4 separate regions of the Mus musculus genome follow, and all the other regions are linked to region 2. The links are chromatin contacts, called in public Hi-C, HiChIP or PLAC-seq and promoter capture Hi-C maps. All regions are on one chromosome and are shown on one strand. Each heading gives the region's core, a stretch centred on a gene start, on an enhancer-like site or on the middle of the called end of the contact. The rest is flanking DNA. Distances are from core to core; before and after follow the strand shown.

What was found. Promoter capture Hi-C pulls out the DNA fragments that hold promoters and counts their contacts. A called contact is a pair of places that touch in the nucleus more often than the background predicts. HiChIP or PLAC-seq counts read pairs in DNA pulled down with a chosen protein or histone mark.
Region 1: a Hi-C map of muscle stem cells shows a contact between it and region 2, with 2.5 times the contacts expected there. The contact joins the promoter of Man1a2 here to the promoter of Igsf3 in region 2. A contact is called at or near these places in 2 of 484 Hi-C or Micro-C datasets (embryonic stem cells and muscle stem cells) and 2 of 115 datasets of contacts at active chromatin or transcription factors (bone marrow-derived macrophages and memory CD8 T cells).
Region 3: an H3K27ac HiChIP or PLAC-seq map of thymic regulatory T cells shows a contact between it and region 2, with 4 times the contacts expected there. The contact joins the promoter of Tent5c here to the promoter of Igsf3 in region 2. A contact is called at or near these places in 1 of 39 promoter capture datasets (pre-B cells), 1 of 484 Hi-C or Micro-C datasets (muscle stem cells) and 2 of 115 datasets of contacts at active chromatin or transcription factors (memory CD8 T cells and thymic regulatory T cells).
Region 4: a contact with region 2 is called in a promoter capture Hi-C map of pre-B cells, with 2.8 times the contacts expected there. The contact joins the promoter of Vtcn1 here to the promoter of Igsf3 in region 2. A contact is called at or near these places in 2 of 39 promoter capture datasets (hippocampal neurons and pre-B cells) and 1 of 115 datasets of contacts at active chromatin or transcription factors (memory CD8 T cells).

What each region holds. Positions count from the first base shown.
Region 1 is chr3:100,683,185-100,689,361 of GRCm38.p6, forward strand. It overlaps Man1a2 (mannosidase, alpha, class 1A, member 2), which reads right to left and starts at 2,289. Exons shown (of 13, transcript NM_010763.2): 1 at 1,377-2,289. The coding sequence starts at 1,678.
Region 2 is chr3:101,374,396-101,380,055 of GRCm38.p6, forward strand. It overlaps Igsf3 (immunoglobulin superfamily, member 3), which reads left to right and starts at 2,730. Exons shown (of 11, transcript NM_207205.2): 1 at 2,730-2,807; 2 at 3,411-4,097. The coding sequence starts at 4,055.
Region 3 is chr3:100,487,176-100,492,852 of GRCm38.p6, forward strand. Tent5c (terminal nucleotidyltransferase 5C) reads right to left here and starts at 2,017. Exons shown (of 2, transcript NM_001142952.1): 1 at 1,919-2,017.
Region 4 is chr3:100,822,521-100,828,357 of GRCm38.p6, forward strand. Vtcn1 (V-set domain containing T cell activation inhibitor 1) reads left to right here and starts at 2,939. Exons shown (of 6, transcript NM_178594.3): 1 at 2,939-3,070. The coding sequence starts at 3,039. It overlaps Gm32720 (a long non-coding RNA gene), which reads right to left and starts at 4,048. Exons shown (of 3, transcript XR_375902.2): 1 at 3,719-4,048; 2 at 2,298-2,486.

The DNA of each region.
Region 1 (6,177 bases), core at 1,039-3,538, 690 kb before region 2:
GTAACAATAAATACACACATATTCCTGGGCTCTAATATATGTATATTCCTGGGCTATAAAGTTTAAGAACTGTTACTTATGAGACTTAAACGATTCTTTTGAATTTGTGCAGTACAATGAACATAAACACACTTTCATTTGAATGTATTTTAACTTCAACTAGTTGAGAACTTTTCTTAACTCTCTTAATATCAATTTTAAAGTAAAAATTTGCAAACTTCTACCCATATAAAATATAAAGGAAGCCACTTATCAGTACACGACAGCAGATCATAATAGCTAAATGACATTAATACATCACTGCTGTCAAAAAGCTCTGAACATTTTTTTCCCAAATGTTCATTGCATCATATATACATACCATGGGAAATAAGGTCCAGAAAAACAACGTTTCTTTTTCAGCAAATATTTCCCAGACCAAGTAAGGTTTTTCACAGTTACAAAGCAAGGGAAGTTTTAAAGAAAAACCTCTTAAAGTATGTAAGTTGAAAATATCAAATATCCCAAAGTATAGAAAAATGGTATGAAACTGTATTATTAGAAGTACTCCAATAAGGCCAAAAGTCAATGAACTAGCAAGCAAGTAATTATTAACTTCACAGACAAAGTGAGAACGCCCTCATTACAATAGTGTATTGTCCCAAATATTTAACTTAGGCTCACATTTGAACCTAGGCTTTTTCAAAATCCTCACACTAGGTTAAAACCACTACCCATTTTCTACAGGGGTTCTACCATTCGGGTGAAGTCTCATACATACTTCTCTTTCACACATTCAAGAATTAGCTTATGAGAGGAGAGAGGTGTTTGGAAAAAGCGAATTGTCTCCAAAGTCTCCTTTTAGGTAAAGATCTAGAAATGACTTAAAGGCTGGAAGCAGAGCTTCCATTTCATTTCATCTTGATTATACCCTGCCAAGGGCTCAATTCAGAATAACTGGCCAAATTATGGTTAGGGATATACACACCCCACCTTTTAACATTTAAAAAAAAAAAAAAAAATCAGAGCACAAGCCAGAGATTGGGACTTGGTGGCTGAGCAAAGTCTAGCAAGCTGTCAAGATTCAGTGACTTCACATGGTGGCAGAAAGGCAGAAACACGTTCTCAATACGCGCATGCTGACTCCCTGTATCTCCGCTCCCTGCTGTCCACAGCAGAAGAGTCTGACTGAACACTTCGTTCTGCCGGGAAAAACCAAGGAACCCTAGGAGTCCTTCCAGTCTATGTATGGTTCTACCCAGGCAGCTCTGAACCAACAACGTTCAACACCCTGATCATTCACAGGGGCAGGAGGGGGAGGGGGGAGAGACAAGAAAGCAGTGAACTGTACCTTGCTCTCCCAAAAGGAAGTACCATAATTTAAGTAACAAACGAACCTGTGTCTGTGTTCGTCGGGTCCATGGATCAGGAAGACGCCGGGGTTTTTAGCTCCTTTGCCGGCATCTACGTGAGGAATTAACACATCTTCTAAGCCCAGATCAAAGCGTTTGTGTTTTGAAGAGTCTGGAAGGAAGAAGAATGCCCCAAAACACAGGGTGATGAAGGCACTAAGGATGAGGAGAAGGATAAACTTCTCGGAGAGTCTCAAGGTAGCCCTGTGATGTGGGAAGGAGGGCGGCCCCAGGTTCAAAGGTGGTATCCTACGACCAGAGAGGGGCAGCAGCGCTGGGGTAGTCATCGTTTAGGCTCTTGGACGGAATACTTTATAAAGTTCTCATCTTATATCAAACGTACAACACATCGAACCGTTTCTCAAAACCTCGGCCAAAAAAAAAAAAAGAATAAACTCAATTTCCCTCCTCTCAAAGGATTGTTGTGCTTTTTTATTATTATTATTATTTACGAGGCCACCTCTTTCACGCTCTCCGATTACATCCAGAAGCCCGGGTGACCTCCCAAGCGATCGTTGGTTTCTGTCCCGTCAGATCTTCTCGCCATTTGGCTCTCGGTGCCTCACCGGATGATCGCGAGTCTCCTCTTCATTCCCGAGAGTGGATCGGGCGAGCCACACCGCAGAGAAGCTGCAAGGTGGGTTCTGCCATGCCCGCGCCCCGGCGCGATGCTCAGAGGCGGCTGCCCGCCCCGGGAGGCGCCCGGCGAAGACGACGAGTTGCAGTAGGTCGGTTCCACTCGGTCCCCTCCGGAGCCTCCTCCGCTCCACCGCTCCGCAGCCTCCGCGGCTTCCAAGCAGCGGCGCCGGGCGTAGCAGCGACGACCCTCAGCCGAGGCCGCGAGGGCGACGGCGTCCCGAACACTACAGCGCCCGCGCCGCCGCGCGCTCTGTCAGGAGCGGAACTTCCTCCTCAGCCGAGCGGCCGCCCCCACCCGGCTCCTCCTCCTTCTTCTCTTCCTCCTCCTCCTCCTCCTCCTCCTCCTCCTCAGCTAGCCCCGCCGCCCGCTTCTCGGCCGAGCCCAGCCGCGGCGGCCGAGCCCCTGCGCCTCGGTGGCGGCGTGCGAGGTAGCCGGGCCGCGGCCCTCAGACCGACAGCCCGGGGCCGGCGCCGGCTCATTCCTCGCACCGCCTGGGAGAGGCGGGCGGGAGGGAGGGCGGCCGGTCGCGCGCGAGCGAGCAGCCGCGCCTCCCGCGGCCGCAGGGCGGCTCCGGCAGGGCCCGGCCTCGGGTGGCTCGCACGCTCGCGCTGACTGCGGCGCGGGTCCGCGGCCCTGGGCTGGTCCCTGGCCTGTGGAGGCCGGAGGAGAACAGAGCGGCTGCGCGGCCGACACCGGTTGGGCCGAGCGGCTCGGCCGTGGGGGGCGCGGGCCCGGCTAGCCGCCCCGACTCGCGAGTGGGCGTCCCCGGGCGGCGGAGTGTGAGGTGCGCGCGCACGCTCCCGGCCGCCGCGCCCCTCCCCCGCCCGCCGGGCCGCTCGGGCCTGGCCGCTGCCGAGAGCCCGGAGCCCCCGGAAGCCCCGGCGGCCGGACGAGGAGGACCAGGCGCTTGGATCGCGAAAGTGGCGCTGGAATGTGGGGTTCCTGGGACTGACGGGTTACGGGGGCCAAGGCTGATGCCTCCCTCAGTTATCAGTGACTCGGGGCCGGGGTTCAACATCAAGGTCTCAAACTTCCACGCGTTCTTGGGCACGCGAGGCTGGTTGAAGAAGGAGGTGGCACCGGCCACGTGCCGGATTCGTGTTAAAATGGCAGCCCTGCGCTTTCTACTGGGTTCCTTTCTGAGGAATCGGACGACCTAGGTCAGACAGGAGATTCCTGGTGGTTCAGTCCCAAGACTATATATACACTCTATAGTCATCTTCACCACCACCACTACCATTCCCCCCGCAAAGATAACAAAGATGAATGAATGAGCAGGTGTTAAAACCCAAAAGGACAATATTGTTGAAGTTGAGGCTTGAAACAATCTGAGTCAATTCTGTTATCTGTAATATTGAGAAGAACCAGGTTGTGATAAAGTATAATATAGGCTTCTTAGCAATGCATATGTATTCTTGCATCTAGTTTGCATTTAGCTTTTTTTTTTTTTCTTAAATTTACCTTCTGTTCCTTGCACACATCCTAACTGGTAGCTGGCAATTGGAGAGGAGGCCCATAAATGGCAGGGGTGGGAAGTCAGCCTTAGAAATCAAGGAAAACTTCATGTCCCTTGGCAGGATTCAGAACTACATTCCACTAGGCATTTCTAGAAGCTCTGCAAACCCTACCTTCCTACCACAGGACAAAAGAAGTCATTGGTTTACAAAATAAAGCCAGCACAAGATGTAAACGTGTTCCCAAGGGCCACCGCTGGATCCAAAGTGAATGAGATTTGAGTGAGACACGTGAATGGATGTTAGAAACTGCGGAGTTCATACAGTGTGACTGTCTCATAGATCTCTAATGTTGAGAGCCCAACCAAAAGGAACACTGTGCTCCGACGGTTGAGGTCACTCATTTCCACGAGAAGATGGAAATAAAACACCAACCTCTGAACGAGACAGCAAGTTGTATAAACCTTGAGAAGTTATTATTACCTAGCTAACACTACAGTTAGCTGCAAGAAAAATTTACCAAAACCAAACATTCTACAAATGTGACATTGGAAGTTCCAGACTTATAGCTGATGAAGAGTCTTCTGTATGCCTTGTCCTCTTTCTTGTCCTTGCCTATTTTTCTCTGAGAGATTAAAGTGTTAATTTTACAGATTTTTGTAGATACTCAAATACAGCCAACTATTTTGTCACACTCCTACACTAGCCTCCAAACCATTACCAATTCTTGCTCCCTCCCCCTTTTGCCTCCTCCCCTCTCTACCTCTCCAACTCTCCCTCTGTCTTCTTCCCCTGACTCCCCTTTCCATTTTCTTTCACTTCTAAAAAGAAGGTGTTAAAAGAATGTTTTTTAAAAAACAAGCTGCAAATGTATTCATTATGGTTACAAGTATATAAGAATATGCATATAAATACAGTAAAGGGAAATATTTAGAAAAGATTATAACTCTTAAGACATTGGTATTATATATAATTTTCCCCATGTGTTCTGTTTGCATTGCATTTATAATTAATTAAATTAAAAATTTATAAAGAATGGTACTTGAGAAAGTGAAGGTCAAATTTCAGGAGGTGGATCCAGTCAGACCAGGTTGAACACAGACTGATCCCTCCATGTGAGGGCAATCCACAGAAAGCAGAGAAGGTGAACTGGGGTGGGGGTAGGGGGTAAGTATTCAACAAAGAGGAATTTCATTTCAGATGCCTAAAGAGAATATTTCATTTTCAAAGCTTAGTTAGGCTTTGATCAAAGATGTAGACAAGGTTCCAAAGTGGCAGATAAAACAGTAATTTCCCTTTTACAAATCTATTTAAGTTAATTCATATTTTACGAGATCAGAATTATTAAATGTTAACAAAATAAAATGTATCCTTCCAGGTTTCAAACTGATAGGACCATTCCCGGGATCCACTCAAGCACTGCAATATCAGAGCTCCTCGTGTGTATTAACTTCATATTGACTCTTCGTTGTTTACAGAACAAAACAAAACAGTTTTGACCTTGATCCAGGCTTCCTAGATGAAGTATCATCACCTAGCCCGATTTTAAGCAAAACTCAGGGATGGGGAGAAGCAGGGGGTAATGCAAAAAGACAAGCTGGGTTCTTATTTACTTACAGAACCTGTTCCTTCAGCATTTCAACTGGTTTCCAAGGTTTCCAAGAAAGATGTCAGCTGAGAAGTTACCAGGTGTTCCGAGAGTGAATGCCTAGAGAAATAACTAGGCTCCCGCCTTGCTCCTTCCACTCCTATTTGCATCTAGAAAGCATTTTCCTCGAAGATCAGGGATAATTTGTAGTTCGAAGCTATGAAATTTTTAGGTTAGTTGCATGAAAGTTAGCAAGCCCAAATAAGCCTAGGTAGATACTCTGGGCCTAAGGATGTACAGCTTGCTTGCTTCCTTATAGAAGATGAATTTGTTGAACTACTACTGGGGGATAAATCTACCAGTGACCTTGCAGTTGTGTAGAAGAATATATGTGTGTGTGTATATATAACACACATATGCAGGCAAACATCCACACACAAAATAATAGTTAAAAAAAAAAAACTCATTAGCTCAATGGGAAATCACAAGTTTCCCACTTAGGTGATGTATAAATGCAGACATGCCTAACCTTCCTCTGGCTAACTATCCTTTCCCTGATCTTAGTCTATGCATCTCGGTTAGGCTGCCTGGAGAGAAGTCAAGATGAAAGCACTGGACTTGGAAGTCAGCACATGCCCCGACTTGAGTGCTCAGATCTGCCAGCGAGTTAGGGTGCCCAAAAAATTGCATAGGAATTCATGTCCGTGTCACTATCCAGCAAGGCACTCGGCGACCTTGGCCCAGGCAGGCTCAGATATAGTTCACACACTCAACAGACCTTGATTCCTACCTTGTAATGCTGGTTCTGCAAGCACACAAAACCCAAGCATTTGTTTGCACTGAGAAGTCAAAGCCTGAATGTACTGATGTACAGTAGACATCAGAGCCAAAGTTTCTGTTTCTGCAAGCAGACCCCACAAGGCAATGTCCAAAGCTCATGGAAGACCCTAAGAAGTCATGGGTACTTGCAATATGGAATGAGAATCTGCTAGGATAGTGGTTTTTAGCATTCCTAATGCTACAACCCTTTACTATAGTTCCTCATGTTGCAGTGACCCCCAACCATAAAATTACTTCTATTGCTACTTCACAACTGTAATATTG
Region 2 (5,660 bases), core at 1,480-3,979:
TCTCTCTCTCCCCTCCCTCCCCCATCTCTCTCCTCTCCATGTTCAGTTCTTTAGAGAGTGCAATTGAGAGGCTCCCAGACTCCAGCCATCCGTTACAGCTTTCACATGTACTACCCTTAGCCAAGCTCTGACGCTCACCTAACTCACCTGCATCATGTCAGAGGCCTCTGCCTGTCATCTCCCTTCCTCTTCTGTTCCCATGGCTAACCTTTCTCAGTAGCCCATGACCTGAAGTGCTTCCCAGACCGCAAGGTCTTAGGGTCTGTGTTCTCTCTGGGCTTCTCAGATCCCACTCCTCCCAATTCTTCTTCATGCTATGTTAGAAATACTTTTAATTTCAGAACAGGTTAGCTGGCCTAGCACATGCTGTCTCCTCCAGCTGGGACTCTTCCTTCAGACCTTGCCATTTTCTCCTCCTCCCTGACTCTAAAACAGGTTTCTGTTCTAATACCTCTCTGAGAAATCCTCCTTCACCATCCCACCTAGAATAGAACTCCTCTCCCCACCTCACCCACTAGACACACACACACACACACACACACACACACACACTATTCCGTCACCTTACTTTCTTTAGAACACATGTCATTGTGTTATATATTTACTTGTTTCATTGTCTGTGTTTCTCACAAGAAGGTACTAAGAGAACAGAGACATTGCTTCACACATCGATGTTTAGGAAATAAACACAGAGATCCAGTAGGGAAGAGCTGAGAGACACCAGGACCACTGTTGTCTTGGGGTAAAGAGGGAATATGTAACATACAAGAGATTTTTAAAAATACAATACTTTAAATATGTGATAAATATTCAATTTGATATGATAGGCAATATTTATAGTTCAATTACATATGCAGATCAAATTCCAAAAGTTGTTTGGGGATACAGGATAATTACGGGGCAGACTGCCTTCAAGAAATTTACAGCCATGGGGGAGGGGAAAGGACAGATAAAGACTTCACAGTTATCTGGGCCTCCACTGTGGCAAGATCTTCATTGTCTTGTACAATAGAGGTATTGAATTGGGGGGGGGGGGATGAGTGAGTTATCAGTATATTCATTTTGTGTATGGATATGTGTCCATCTAAATGCCCAAGTGTGGAAAACCCAGAGGACAACAACCTCAGGCATGGTCCCTCAAGTATCAGACACATTTTTCTTCTGTTTTGTTTTTAACATGGATTCTGAGAACCAAACTCAGGCCCTCACGATTCCATGGCAGGCGCTTTAGCAAACAAGCCATCTTCCCAGCCCATCAACGCATTCTTTCAGTACAGTGGTCTGCTGTCACTCCGTCCAATAGGATGAAAACACTTTGTAAGCCCCTCTCTGAGCTCTGAAATCCACTGGTGGCGTCTTTGGACATGGCTGTCAGTCAGATAAAGGGCTTGGACCCCTCAAACTCCAACCTTCATCCTTCCGTCTCTGAATCCTGATCTCAGACACTGAGCCTCTCTCACACCCACCTAGACATTCCATGGAGCCCACCCCCTGATTGCCAGGGCCTCTCTGTTCCCATAGCTGCCTGTGTGGTTACTTCTATTTCCTGGATTTTTCAGCCATGATCCACCACAACATCTTTAATATTCCGGGAAAACTCTCCCACCCACCCTCCAATCCTAGGTCAAGTGCTTTTTCTAAAATGGAGCTCTGATTGCTACAGGTCCTTACTCAAACCATTCAGGGGCTTTCTCCTGGGCGTAAGCTTAAAGCCCAGCCCTCCCCCCCCCTTCCGATTTTTTGTTATAACTCTTCCTGTCAGTCTTTCCTCCAGTCTAGTTAGGGTCCCACAGGGCTTTTTCTCATAGGTACTGAATCTTTCTTCTCTGGGCATATAAAGTTATGTTTCCAGGGCCTATCATTGTCCTCTGTACCCCTCCTCCCTTGTTCCGTGGTTTTATACTCCGTTTTCTCTAGGACAAGGCTTCCTGGGCCTTACCCAGCCCAGCACTTCACCCCAGGAACACAGTGTTGGAATGGGTTCATTCCACACCATTTATGTATGGCCTACTGTTAGTGTTCCCAAGTAGATCACAAGTCTGCAAGGGCAGTACGATCCAACCTGCTCCTGTAACGAGTCGTTTTTAGCTCCTTGTGTTTGATAATATTGAGTAAGTATGGTGCCACTTGCATGGATAGCACTGTTAAGAAACTAATGACAGTTCATTTGTAACTGAGTGCTTTTGACATATGAGGCATTCCGCTAAGTGCTTTACAAGAATGACGTGGACACCTCACACAACCCTATTAAGCAGAGCTTATTTACTCTTTGTGACAGATGAGCAGACTGAGGCACAGAGAGGTTAAGCAACACAGAAGCTAAGGCTATGAACCTAGGCTGTCTCTGGGGTCCAGATTATGCTAGAGTGAAGCACAATGTGGAGGTTTGTTATAGAAATAGACTCAAGTCTCCAGCGAAGCGTTTTGCTATTGTTTACCGGGCGAAAGACGCGTCCCCGGGAGCCTGGGCTTTGGGAGGGGCCCTTGGGGCGCGAACCCCAGGTTAACTTTCCATCAGCTCATCCCAGGTGGTCCGCAGCTGCGTGCGGGTGCAGCCAGAGAGCGCCGGGGCGGTGGGCGGGGCGTTCCGGGGGCGTGTCCCCGTGAGGCCACCGCCTTCGCCCTTGCTCGCCTCGCGGGGAGCTGCGGGCCAGGCCGGAGCTGGAGGGCGGGGCCTGGGGCGGGGCGGGAGCAGGACGGCCTGAGCCGCTGCGGGAGGCGAGGAGGAAGCCGTGCGTCTTGGGAGGCGTGCGGGACACAGGACCGGCGAGCGTTCGGTTGCTGGGAGCTGCGGGGCCCCGGGCGAGGTGAGCGCGGGCGGGCGGGCGCGGATCCGGGTTGGGGGCGCGGGGACTGTGGCGTGGCGATCGGCGTCCCGCCCCGGGCCCAAGCCCCTTTCTCCGTCGGAGCCGGATCGCGCCGGGCGGGCTCAGCTTGCCGCAAGCGGAGCCCCGAGCCCCTTTTCGGACCCTTTTCTTTGCCAGTGTCTCAGACTCAACCGCCGGGGAGGTAAAACAATAGCGGGCCACCTGGGACGCGGCGCGCCCCGGCTCCCACGGTCGGCGCCCCGAGTCGCGGCCCCGCGCCAGCCCCGTGGCGACCCGCGCTGCCGAGGGTGGGGCTGCCTGCCGCGCCCCGCTCCGTAAACCGTGACGGGAAAAGCCCGCGAGTGAGAGAGGCATTTGGTGAAAGTGTTTTGAGAACAATCATAATTGCCCTGCTCTGGGCGGGGAAACTGAGGCGTGGGGAACGGAAGGTAAGATTTGTACAAGGTCAGGATGCACACATGGGCTGCCCTCGCCCAGGGAAGGGACCCAGGTGGCTCGGCTGGCCAGTCGGGTGCTTTGGCCTCTCTCGGTTTTGCGGCGGTTGTGTTGGCCTTAGATAAATGTCTGTTGTGTTTGTTTTAGGAATCTGCGGGCTTTTGTGGGACCACTCTCGAGCTATCAAATGCCAGCTTACTTCGTGTGCCCTGGGAGGTTCTGGGGCAGGTGACGGTACCGTGACCTCTCACTATGGATGGAGATGGACTTTTTGATGAAGAAATCCGAAGTGTCTTTACCAATCCGGGTGTTTTGGCTGTCTTGGGTTTTGACAAAACCTGCCTGGTTCCCTTTGGGGGATCCGAATGAGCGATCTCAGACACCTTCACTGCGAAGCCAAGGACATTTCTGTATAATCAGCGCATGAAAGGATTTTCTCAGACTCTTTCCTCCCGTTTTCCTCGAGGATTAATCCACCAGAATCCATAGTTCCGGTGGAGTCTGCAAGGCATATACAATGTGGCAGAAACCTTGAGCGCCTTCGGAATTGCTCTGGCCCCTGCCTTAGGCATAGAGGACTCTATTGCACACGCCACGCCACTCCCCTCCCCTGCCCCCAACTCCCTCCTTCTGACTACTCTGTCTTTGACTGGCTCTCATTTTCCCTGTGAAGTTCTGTTTCCAAACTGTTCCCTGGAGCTATAAGTGGATTGGCAGTAATGAGAGATTAGGCGGTGGGAAAAGCACGGTGCCCTGTGCAGTGTCCTTTTCCTGCTGCCGCTGCCGCCGACATGAAGTGCTTTTTCCCAGTGTTGAGCTGTCTGGCTGTGCTGGGTAAGTGACTGCTTATCAGTTCTATAGCTGTGAAAGTTTAACCCGATCTCATTGCTAATTCCTTGTGGTTCTCTCCCATCAACACAGCATTTTGGGAGGCAGAGGGGGTTAGCCAGAGTGTGACAGAGTGGATTAAAGTACCAAGAGGGTCTGTTTGTTTCCGACCCATCAAGAACGGTGGCATACTGGTTGTCTTTAAGCTGTCCAGGGCCTTTGGGTTAAAGCCCCTCACTTGCAAGGCTGTGGCTTAGGGTTGCTGTGTGGATTGAGGGCTTCCAGTGTCTTTACTTTTGTGTGTGTCTGCATAGGTTCCAGGGAAGTTACAACATATTGGGAACTGTGCTTTCATGAATAATGGTGCTTTTTTTTTGTTGTTGTTTTTGGAGGGGAAAGGTGGGAGTGGGTGGGATGGGGGCTGAAGGGCTGCTTTGTTTTCCCTAAGAAGTCTGTAGGCTAAGTGTGTATTGAAGACACTGGTTCTGTGTCTCCTCACCAAGGAAGTCCAGCTCATAGTCCTTGTGGGAGGTGAAGCTGAAGGCAGGGTGCTGCCTGGCCAGGGGTTGTGTTAGGATCGGTTTTCATGCCCTCAGAGAAAGAAGGCTGAAGTCCCCAAGTAGGAGGGAGAAACCGTGGTCTCAGAAGTGAGCCCCCAGTCCTCTCTGCAGGCCGCCATCCCCTGGTCTCTTCCTGGTATGATGTTGAGCAATCTCCACTATGTATTTTCCAATGCTCTGGTTTCTCCTAAACTCCATAGCTGGCACCTGGTGCCTTCTCACCTCAGACCTCAAGAATGGACACACACCCCCCCTTCTCTGCATTCAGAGAAGTTCCTGCAGCTGGTCGCTCGCGTCTCCATTCTAGGTTTCTTGCACTTACAGGATTTATCCGTGGAGGTTGTCTCTGAATTATCTGCACCCTTATAAAAGTTAACAGGCATCCGGAATGAGGATGGACTTTAGTCTTGAATTCCCATCTCAGCTTCATCTTGATTCACATGTGAGTCCCAGTAAGACATCCCAAGTCTGCATTTAAGGGATGTAAACTATCCTAAAAAAGAAAAAAAAGAAAAAAAAAATCTTGATTGCTTCGCAACATGTTTGAAACTCCAACCAGTGCGCTCATTCGGAGGTGCTCACACTTAGGCACAGGTTGGTATCTTTAAGGCATCTTAAAAAAATCTTTGGCAACCACCTCAGAGCAGTGAATCCAAATTCCCTGGGTTGTGAGTTCATTAGTGGCAGCCCTTCCCTGCCCAGCACATATGCACAGGCACACGTGTGTGGCTGGCTGTGCAGTTAGTCGGTTTGTCCTGTTGTTAGGTGGCAGAATCTCCATGTCTCCTGTGTGCTCAGGTGAAGGAAGTTAGGAGCCAGGCTTCTCTTGGCCAGCCTCTTTATGAGACTATATTTATATGTGTTGTACAGTATTTGTCACAGTGTCTCAGCTTGAATCAGCAGTTGGTGATTCATGGAGATTGAAAAGGACACAAACTGGGAAAGCCCCACCCCCGCACCGCACTTCCCAGGCTTGGCTGTGTGATTGAGGGTGGGGCTCCGGGCAGAA
Region 3 (5,677 bases), core at 767-3,266, 890 kb before region 2:
ACTGGGGTTGGTGATGGAGGGCAGAGGCTGGAAGTCCTGCAGAAAGCTTGGTAGCTATACTTGCAGCAGAGCTGGAAAAGCTGGAGAGCGAGCCCTTGGCACTCCACTCACACTCAGACCAACAGGCCAGGAGCCAAGTCCTCCCTTCTGAGTTCACAAACTTAATCTCTAGATACAAGGTAGGTATTATGGGAGAAACTCAGACTAAAGAGTGTGACTGTTTGTTCTAGGTGCACACACTAAAGTTACTCATAAAACTTCGGGACCTTTCTTTTAGTAACAGTCTAGAGATCGCTCAACAACCCCCACAATTTTAACTATAGTAAGCAACATCCTGTGCAGATCCTGGGACAATTATTCCACACATCGAACTCTCCATCTAAAAGCTTCTTAAACCAAAGTGTCTCTTCAGAGAGAAGGTTTCAGCTGTCCGATCCGGATACTAAGATACTAAGCCCTCCATCCCCACAAACAAGGCCAGCAGAGGACAGGACCACTGGTGGTCCAGCTGTAGCAGCTGGGAGAGAAAAGTGGCTCTTCGTTACTCCTCACCCCACACCCTTCGACTGCGGGGTAAGATGTGGAAAAACAATCACACCTCTGGTGACTTCCAGCAAGATAGAATTCTTGGTAAGCCTTCCTACCACCCTCTTGGCTGCCTGGCTAGCTTTCTGGCTCCCTCGCTGCCTTGCCAAGCAAATTACAGTGGAAGTTGTTGTAGCCAGCAATGGCCACCGTCACCCTCCTTCCCAGAGTAGCGGGGCAGCTGGGGACCTAATTTAGGAGGATTTGACCATCTTAACTTTATTTCCAGAACACCAAACTCGTCATAATTCAAACTATTACATACACAGCTATTCTTAAAAAATCAGTAAGTCTATTAAATCTTTCGTTGTAAGCACTTTATCCTCAATTGAGGGAGGGGCTTAAGACTTGGGTCCGGGCTCTGAACGGTTTCTCCACATTAAAGGTTGAGAGGAGAGAAAAGAGGCCTAGACCACCTAGGGATGACAATCGATGCTGGTGGAAGTTTTGCGTTCTTGAAAAACCAACTAGGCATTTCCTCACCAGCCCTCCAGGACTTTGCGGTCTCCTGCCCTCCAGCCTGCCCGCGCTAGGTGTAAAGGCTACCAGCTGGTACTGCAGGTTCCTCAACTTCTTCCTATGGAGAAGGCTCTCACCCTCCTCGCAAACTGCGCTAAAGAAGTTCCCTGACCCGGACGATCCGGGAGCCGCGCCTCTAAGCCACCGACAGCACCGCTATCAGAGTCAACGGACTGACTACATGGCTTTCAGCCTACGCAGTAAGCGACTTTCGATCCCCAAAGGGGAGGAACCAGGTTTCACAGCCGCTGAATTCTCGAGAAGTTTCCGAGAGACGCGCAGCTTCGATCATTTGGCCGCGCTGGGTGTCCACAGTCCCAAAGGGAGAAGGATCTCAGCCGCCATCCCGGGCACCGAGCCCAGGAAACTGCCCTCCCCTCGCCGGCCAGGCTTTAGCCCCGACCGCTGCGTCTTCATCTGCGCCGCCAAAACCGCGGGGTTCAAAATCGCCCGGGTTCCGGGCTCGGTGTGCGCGCCACAGGGGCGCAGCTCAGAGCCGGAGCACCGACTAGGTGCAGGGAAAGAGCCCCCTACACTCCGGCTGCCGGGGCAGCAGGAACTCGCCCAAGTTTGCCAAAGCCCGGCCACGGTCTCCGAAAAGTTTGCCTCCTTCACAGAGGAAAGTTTGCGTGAGGGACGCGGGAGCCAGGCGGGTCCTGACACCTGCTGGCATCTCTCCTCCATCCCCGGGGCATGCCACCAGGCTCTGCCGGGACTGACCCTAAGCGGGAAAGCGCGGCCCCCCCCGCCCCCCCCGCCCCGGAGGACCGCAGCAGCATCCTCCCACCTGCGGAGGAGGGGAGTGTGGACTCACCTGGGCGTTGGAAGAGGAGGTGACTGAGGCAGGTGGTTGGCGTGGGCAGCCCCCAGCAGGAGCGGAGCGGAGACTGCGGCCCCTAGACAGCTGCGGCGAGTGAGCGGTCCGGCCGCCGCCCCCTCCGATCTTAACCGGCCTGACCACTCCCCCGCGCCTCCCCGCCCCTGCCCCCGCCCCGCGGCCGGCCTCCCGGGGGAGCCAGGGCGGGGCGCGCCGGCCGGGGCCCCGCGGGATCCTTGCGCCCCGCGCTGACGGCGGGGGGCCGGACGAACGCCGCCCTCTGATTGGCTCCTCGGGTCAATGGTTGCCGAGAGACGAGTAAACCTCGGGCGGCGCAAAGGGGCGGGGTGACCAAGAGGCAGCGTTGCGCAGGCGCAATAGAGAGGTGCTTTGTGGGCGGCGAACTAACTTTGGGGTTGAGGGCACAATTTTCCTCTGTCCTCTCCGCTCCACTCTGCCGTCTTCTTTAGCTTTCCCTTGCCTAGACTGTCCTTCCCTCTACCCCGCTTGCTCCCTGGCGGGCGCGTCTTCTTTCAAACTTTTAGGCGCTCCTCGCCCCAGTGCTCTCTGGTTTCCGGGAGCCGGGAGTGGAAGCCCACGCCTGCCTCGCGCGGTGTTTGTGAAGTCGGAAAACTCTTAGGTGGGCCCTGGAAAAATCTTTCTGATTCCTCGAACAAATTGGCTGGAGGTGAGGTCGTGGTCCTGGGGGGAAGGAAGCAGCTGTGGCCGCGCGGACCACCTGTGTGCAATTGGCGATCCCGGGAAGCTATCGCCAAAGCCTTAAGCACAGCAGCTCAGCTCTCCAGAGAGCAGCGCTGGTCTTTGCTGCTTGTTACTGCTCGCAGGTGTGGGACACACACACACACACACACACACACACACACACACACACACACACACACTCACTCACTCACTCACTCACACACACATAGTTGATGGCTCACACACACACACACACACACACTCACTCACTCACTCACTCACTCACACACACATAGTTGATGGCTCCGCTGTGGAACTCTCCTTCACCACTTAATTACCCGGAAGGCCTTGCAAGAAGCTATTGTGGTTTGGTCTTTATTTTAAGACAATGCCTCCTGAACCCCAGACAGGCCTCTAAGTAGCCTTGGCTCACCTTTAACTGATCCACCTCTGTGCACCTCCCAACTGCTGGGATTATAGGCGTGGTCTACCACGCCCAGCTTTACTGACCGTCTTGACCTATCCTCCAAAAACACTATTTCCCATCTGTATTATGGGAGGAAGGACGAGATAACCGTGAGATCAATATTATGGAAATAGCTATTAATCATGCACTGCTTGCTAAAAAGTTCATGCCAGGTACTAAATAAATCAGAAAGCAGTCGTTAATAAACACTTGTTGAGTTTCGTTTGACCCTCTCCTGGGTACTGGGGCCTAGATGGCTTCCCGAATCGGTGCTCTCTTCTGCCCTCTCCACCTCTGTGGAGCGTGAGTATCCGTATCCAGCAGTGTCTGCTAGGCTATGAAGAGTTCTCACACATGCACATGCTTTCTCTGGTAGGGGAGGCGAATTCCCAAAACTAAAACAGTGTAAGACATCAGTATGAGAACTTACATGTTCTTGAACACAAATTCAGGATATATGGCCAGCTTTTTTGTTGATAATGTGAGCCCTTTCTGATCTCACAGTGTCTTTTATTGTGTACAAAATGATGGGTGTGTGTACTCACAGAGCTGTCACCCAGAACATTTCCAGCTTAGCCATGGCCCCTGTCACTCAATAGATTGCAGGGTTACCAATATTAAGAACTCAGTCTTCATATGTCAATTGTTCTGGTATTTGAACTATTCATGGGGAAACAGAGGGTGAACATTTTTCTCTCCGTGAGATTTCTCTGTGGTGTTGTATGTAACCGTGGCTCATTCTTCACCACTGCATATTCATTAAATAACCAACACTTTATGCCCTCAGCTTACCGTCTGATAGGCACTTCATTTGCTTCAGGTTTTGGACAGTCCGTTGTGAAGTTGCTGTCAACATTCTTCCATATGTCTGCTATACAGCATTCATTTGTGCCAAGCACACGCTTGGAGACTGGAAATTCTGGTTCACAGAGTATACACACAATGTTAACCTTTAAATATATTTCCAATTATCTGGGTTATAAAAATAACAACCAAAGAGAAAACAACAAGCTTAAACCATAAAACAGACAAAAATAGATCTATCCGTAAAGCAGAATGGGTAGTCTGTTTAATGCTTCAGCCAGCACTGTAAAGATCCTGATGACCCCACGCATTTACCATTTGGTAACATGGTATTTAAAATGTCTTTAGTTACACTTTATTATTGGAGGGGGGTGTGTGCATGCCACAGTGGCTGTGTCGAGGGCATTGAACAACTCTTGGGAGCTCCAGCTCTCCACCATGTGGGGTCTGGGGGTGGAACTGAGTTCATCCTCAGGCTTAGCCACAAGCTGCTTTACCCTCTGAGCCATCTCCTTAGCCTAAGTGCTTTCTTTGTAAATTTACAACAGGGATGTATATTTCACTATAATTAGGCATTCATTTCTCTGGTGACCAATGCTGTTGAGCAACTTTTCAGATGTCTATCACCCATTAAGATGTTCTTTGAGAAGTATCTATTTGTGTCTTTTGCCTGTTTGAACTGTATTCAGTTCTTCACATATTCCAGATATAATGCCTTATATCTATTCCAAATCCCTTCTCTCAACCTGTATCAGACTAAAAGAGTTTCATAATTTTCAATCAGCCCGATGTACCAGTCTTATCTCTAATGCTTAGTGTTTTGCACCCTGTTTAAGGAATCTCTGCCTAGCCCAAAGCCACAAAGATGATTGCCTCTGCGCTCTTCTAAGAATTGGGTTTCAAGCCTTGAGGAAATAGCTGCCCTTCTGCAAGGCTCCAATCTCAATAACATTTAAGCAAATTATTACCTTGGCCTTTGACTTGGATCTGGTCAGCGGAGGTCATTGATAGTAGTAGATGTTTTAGTTAGCATGCACATTAGTGGTTTTCACCATGATGTTTCAGACGTACATGTTTGCCATATGCTTTGTTCTGCCCCCTCTCAGGTCTCTCCCAGGCCCCCTCCTGGCTGGCTGGCTCTTCTCTTCCCTGTTAGCCCCTTCTGCTCTCTTACCACAAGTAACTTCTAAACCTAAAGTTTGATCTGCCCTTTGCTTAGGTGACATTTTGTTCAACTTCCTGAACAAATTAGGCAATTCTGTGATGGGGAGACGAGGAGGGCAGGATCCAGAAATGAAAGTGGTTCTAGTCCCACAGTGTGTGCTTTCCCTCTGGCTACTCCCACCCCCAACCCCTACCCCCACCCTTGCTCAACTTTTTTAGAATCTGTGTTTCTTTCTTCTTATTTTTAAATACACCGTGTTCTTTCTACCTTATAAACCATGGCACCTTGAAGTTGGCAGGAGGCTCAGGAGGTTGCCAGGTCCTGCCCACTGGACATGGAACCAGATATTTAAACTGTCCATGCAAGACTCTTGGGTGCCTCCTTGCCAGATTCCAGCCTCTACTGGCATATAGCCAATCAAAATGCTCCAAGAACCTACCTTCCTCTCTTTCTTTCTTTCTTTCTTTCTTTCTTTCTTTCTTTCTTCCTTCCTTCCTTCCTTCCTTCCTTCCTTCCTTCCTTCCTTTCTTTTTTCATTCAGAATAATCTACTGGTTTGTGCCTAGAGAAACCAAGGGTGGGAAAACAGGTAAAACAGTCTTCAAAATGCAAGAGTGCCT
Region 4 (5,837 bases), core at 1,689-4,188, 550 kb before region 2:
CAGACCACCATAGCAAAGTCATCCAAGAGGGAGAATCGGGAGATGGCTGGATGTAGGGATATGCGGAACAAGAGAAGAGGGGGGCAAGGGTGACGCTTTTTGATATCACCCAAATATGGTGTGTGAAGACACATGAAGCATGTGACCTAAAGGGAAAGCTTGCTTCTGCCCACTCAAGGCTGGGTGGAAACTCTGGAATTCCCCATCTCTTTTAAGAGTGGGCTGCCCTCTACCCTACCACGAAGCCCCACAGAGGTCAGAAAGAATGAGAAGATAATATCTTTTCCTTCTGTACATTTAAATTCCAATGAGACTGCTTGGAAATCTCCTAGTCCTCTGATAAGCACTATGAGCCTCTCTCTGAACTGTCCTTAAAGCAAGCAGAGCATGATGGGTTTTAATAAAGTTAAGTGAGTGACTAATCACTCCTGTGAGTCTCCCTGTGCGCACCTTTCTCCTTTTGGAAGTTAATCAATTTTTTTTTAATCTTTTCTTTGTAATCTCTCTTTGCAGACTTATTTCCTTGACCTTTCAGAGGGCAGAGGGCACATTCCCCTTGACCTCTACAACAAACAGCCGGCAAGGTTGCTGTGTTCTGAATGCTGTAACAAGGAAGATGGGTCAGGCGGCAGATGCAGATGAAGTTGTGGAGTCTCTAGGGGAGAGCCCAGTGGAGAGATGACGACTCAGCAGCTGGCTGTAAGGAGCCAGAGCTCAAAGGACCTGAGCTGAGGACACAGGTGCTCAGGAGTCCAGATACAGGGCAGCTGAAGCGGAGCAGAGCAGCAGCTGAGGGCACTCTAGGGACATGGTGCTGTGGGAAGAGTGGCCAGAGGACACAATCACAGGGAAGCCCATGGCTGAGGGGAGAGTGAGGATGACTGGGCAGGGTGGGGGGCATTAGCAGAGTCACAGAGAACAGTGGGTGTCCCTCAAGGGCTGGAGAGGGAGCAAAGCTTCTGTCTGTCTATCTGTCTGTCTGTCTGTCTGTCTTTCTCTCTGTATACACACACACCACAATGCCCTTTGCCATTTTTAAAAATATGTTCACTGTTTCTGTTTCACAGCCAGAACTGGAGTGATGTCAGTTTGCTTCTCCAGAGATGGCAGAATGTTCTTCAGCTTGCATCCCTGCTGTGGCAACGCCCACTGTGCAGCCTGTGGCTTCTTTAGCTCCTTACCTTCCTTACGGGGCAGTGTGCACCTGCCCCCAATGACATCTCCCCCAGACCCCTGTGTTTGGAGTTGTCTTGTTTCCTTCCAGGACCTTCCTCAGACCTTAGCGATGACATGTGGTGGCTGGAGGAGTGTTGGAGGTGGAGCCGCTCCTTTCAGAGCTCATCGAGTGGTTGGACCTTTGTGCTCTTGCTCAGAATGTATAGATCTAAGGAAACTATGGCCTCTAGGGACCTCAGCTTCCTGAACCCTGGAAGGACCCATCTTCATGGACACTGCATAGGTTCCAGGGTGTTGCTCTTTGCTTATTTCAGGGAGAGGACAAGCACAGGGGGCCTCTTCTAAACCTGCTAACTCCCTAAGGGACGCTTCAGAGCACTGGTTCTCAACCTGCCATCATAACCCCTAGGAGGGGCCATGTATCAGACAGCCTGCATATCAGGTATTTACATCGGGATTCATAACAGTAGCAAAATTACAGTTATGAAGTAGCAATGAAAATAATTGTGTGGTTGGGGTCAGCACAATACAAGGAACAGTATTAAAAGGTCATAGCATTAGGAAGGCTGAGAACCCCTGCTTTAGAGAAAGGCAAAGTGTTCTTGAGACCACCCAGGAAATCAACCTCCCTGTGCTTGACTGCCAAGCTCAGTCCTCTCTTCTGAAGTTTTCTCCTCTTGCCACTCAGTCTTCTCTCCTTCTCAGCTCCACTCTCTGCTGGTTCCCAAAGTCCCTGACCCATTCTGGGTTGGCCATAGAAGGCCTGGGAAAGTTACCTAATCATCAAAGGCATTCATTCCCCTTCCAAGGGTAGAAGAGGTACGCAGGAAGCAAGCTTTATTCTTTTCAAAGCATCCTAGGTTGTGATCCCAGTGCTCAGGGGCTGAGGCAGGAGGATTGATAGAAGTATGAGGTAGCCTGGGCTACAATTGTGAAACTAGTAAGTTTCAAGCCAGCCAGCCAGGGCTACAGTGTGAGACCCATTTCAAAGACAGGAGGGAGGGAGGGAGGGAGGGAGGGAGGGAGGGAGGGAGGGAGGGAGGGAGAGAGAGAGAGAGAGAGAGAGAGAGAGAGAGAGAGAGAGCTGCCTTGCCATGAAATTCAGAATGCTATCCACTCACCTTGAATAATTTTCTGTGCAATATATTCTCAACATCTCTGGAACCTCAAAGCAGCATTAAGAAATGGGAGTAGGGACAGGTCCCCTCACCCTCTCCCTGAAAGGAAATCAGATCTCCTCACTTAGCTTTGTCAGAGTTCTTCAACACCAGGGCACACCAGGGTTCTTGTAGCTTCAGCTCATGGCCTCTCTGTGAGTACACCAGCAGAAATTGAACGTAGAGAATGATTCTAGGGGAGGCATGGGGGGGGGGGGCACAACCTAGTCTGCTGTCTCAGGTCAGCACCAGCAGGGATCAGATGCATGAGAGAGAAACTCTATCACGGGTGACCCAGCCAAGGTCTGAGGTCAACACCAGCAGGGATCAGCATTTCTACCAACCCTGCAGCTTCCTGGAATTCCTCAGACAGTGAGTTTAGATCCTCCTTGTGGCCTTGTGCAATTGAAAGATAGCGACCTGTATGAATTCAAGCCCCGAGGTAGAGACTGGGAAACTTCTCCTCACCCTTTCACAGGTCAGGGCCTAGAAAGGCATCCCTGGGCCTTGGCTTCACGGAGCTATTTCCTCATACCTGAGCCGTCCACAGCTACATGCACCCCTCCCAGCCTGCACTATTTAAAGACAGCACAAAGGAACCCGATGTGAGTCACAACACCCAGGAGGGCAGCAGCAGGCAGGCAGCTCCACTCACCAAAATCTGGCCCCACACACAGCAGGACTGTGGGAAGGAACTCCCTCTCCATGGCTTCCTTGGGGCAGATCATCTTTTGGAGGTAATCCTCTCTCTCTCTCTCTCTCTCTCTCTCTCTCTCTCTCTCTCTCTCTCTCCCTAAATTGAGAACAGGGGTGGGGTCTTTGGGAGGTGCTAAGAACCTGTGGGCTGTGCTACAGGGTCACACTTGCACTTTATCCGGTCCAGCACTGGGAGAGGAAGAGGTTAATAAGCAACTTTAGCAGCCCTGAGCAACTGCCCAGACTCAGGGAAGGTTCTGGTAGGTGATTTCTTTCTTATGAAAGACTCATCCCTACTAAGGCAGCTGTGGACTGAAAACTGTGTGTTCCACACTGAGGACTCAGCTGAGATGTTCAGGCACAGTAAACCCAGTTCATGGAGCTGCAGAGGTTGGATGGAGAGCAGGGCTGGTGGTGAGCAGGCAGGCAGACAGACAGACGTGTTTCAACACTTTCCTGTGGGCATACTGTCTCTGCAGTCTCACACTAACACCCAGCTCCAGCCCAATCTCGGCTGCAAGGTGGGGGTCCCTCATTTTCCCAGGAGAGCCCAGAAAGGACACCCTGATGGTTATTGCTACATAACCCACTAGACAAATTAAAATAAAATACAATAAAAAGACGCATGCCCACCTGCCGCCTACTGTTCCTCAGCTATACTCCAGGTTCCCCGTTAGGACATCATTTACCTTTCTGATTGAAAAGAGATGGAAAATGAAAGGATTTTGTTGTTGTAGTTGTTGTTGTTGATGGTGATGGTGGTGGTGGTGGTGGTGGCGGCCTGGCCCATCCTCCAATCTCCTTCTCCCCCACTAGGAAATAGATGATGATTTCAGTGTCAGTCCTAACTCATTAACAGTTTTTAGGAAGACACACATGCTGGTTCTAGGGGTTGTTTGAAGACCCAGTCTTCCAATTTCATGTGCCTCTTCCAGTTAAGAAAAGAAAAGGAGGGTGAGGTGGCAGAAAGGAGAGTGATTAACAATGAAAAGTCTGTAAAGAACATCACTTCCCACACAGCCTAGAAAATTCCTCCCTTAAAAGAGAACTCCACCTCCCTCACTCATGTTCAGCAAGAGGCGGGGCAGAGGCTCTGCAGGATCAGCAGAGAGGGGCTCTGGACAGCACCCCTCCCTCACTGTGCTGGGCCAACGCCCTGAGGAGCAACAGGTGTCAATCATCTTTGTCCAGAAGCCTCAGCCTGTCTGGATGGCAGTCGGAAGCACCCGTGTCAGGAGCTAGCATTTTGAAAGCACCAGCATACTAGGTACTTTGTTGGCGTCTTGAATCTCATTACCCCTTGTAAAGGCTCTTCATAGCCCTGAAGCTATATACATAAGGGGTGGGGCAGCTTTAAACCCACTCTCTGAGAACCCTCTGAGGAGCTTGCTCCTGTTCCCGCCATGGCTTTCCTCCTCTACCACCCAAGCTTAGGTTCTCCAGGATGGGAAACAAGTGTCTCTGTTGTTCCAAGGTCAGGCACGTGGGCTTTCTAATAATACATTGCAACCAGCCAGACTGGTTTTGCTGGAGGATCAGCCAGAGGTGGGTGTTCAAAATGTGGGTCCCCCCACCCTCTAAGATTTAGTGACCCACTAGGATCAACAGAGGCTTCTCTTAGTGACCCTGGTTGCCTTGTTCACCATTTAAATGTTGCAGTTGCAAAATCAGGGACAAGCCACAAGGGTGACAGACAGGGAAGAGGGACCCTGATCATCTCAATGGATAGTGGGATCAGAAAGCTTTTCTCTAGATACAAACAGAACCTATTTGGCGAACCCAGTGTCCTCTCTCAGTGCCAACTAATCTCCTTTCTTTGCCATAATCCCCTTTATTCATAATCGCTCCTCTCATTGATAGTTCCAAGACATAGCTCATGGGAGGGCCTGCCATCCCATCTTCTGCAGACCCAGCAGATTGCTCCCTTACTAGAGTTTGATCCTTTCATCCTCTCTCTCAGAATATGTATGCTTCGGGGAAAGAATGCCCTGGCACATGAGGAGCTGTGTGATCCAGATTCTCCTGCCATCATGGCTGTCCATGGCACCAGCAGTCACTAATGGACCATTTGTCAAGTGCTGCTTGGAGTCCAAGGGTGGAGGTCAGGATCACTAATCTGAGAGCATATGTTCTGGTGAACAGTATAACCGGGTGTCTGTTCTCTGATGGGTGTTGCACTAGGCACTGGGACAAAGATGACCAAGATGCTGACAAGGGTCTGACACTAGAGAAGGAGTCTCCGTGATCTCATTCCTTTGTTATGGGATGATAGGCTCAGAATGCAATTGGAGCCCTTCCTTGCCCGATGCATCAGGGAAGTTTTCCTAAGCCAAATATCTGGGTTGCTTCTTGAAAAATGAATTAGTTTAGGGACCAAGTTTTAAAAGTGAGAAAGACACTCTGTGTAGAAGAAACAGGATAACCAAAACTCATGAGCCAGCACAGAAAGCTGCTTGCTACTTTGTTATACCATCTCAACATGGATTCTGAGACGTAGACAGAGAGGTGACACCAGGTCACACAAGGTCTTATTTACCAGCCTGAGCTGGGGATTGGGTGCTGGTGATGATTGGCCCTCAGACATTCTCGAGCAGAGGAACCTGGATTTTCACCTTGGAGAAGCACAAGTCTGGAGGCAATGAGAGCAGTTGGGAGGCAGTTGCTGTCCAAATAATAAAGTCAGAGAACGGAAAAAGATAGTAGAGACTTGGAGAAGGGAAGTGGATTTGAGAAACATGAGGGAGAGAAGGGTACGGATCAGTAGAAGGGGCAGGTCCTGGAATGAGTACCCTGGTCCTGGATGGGCAG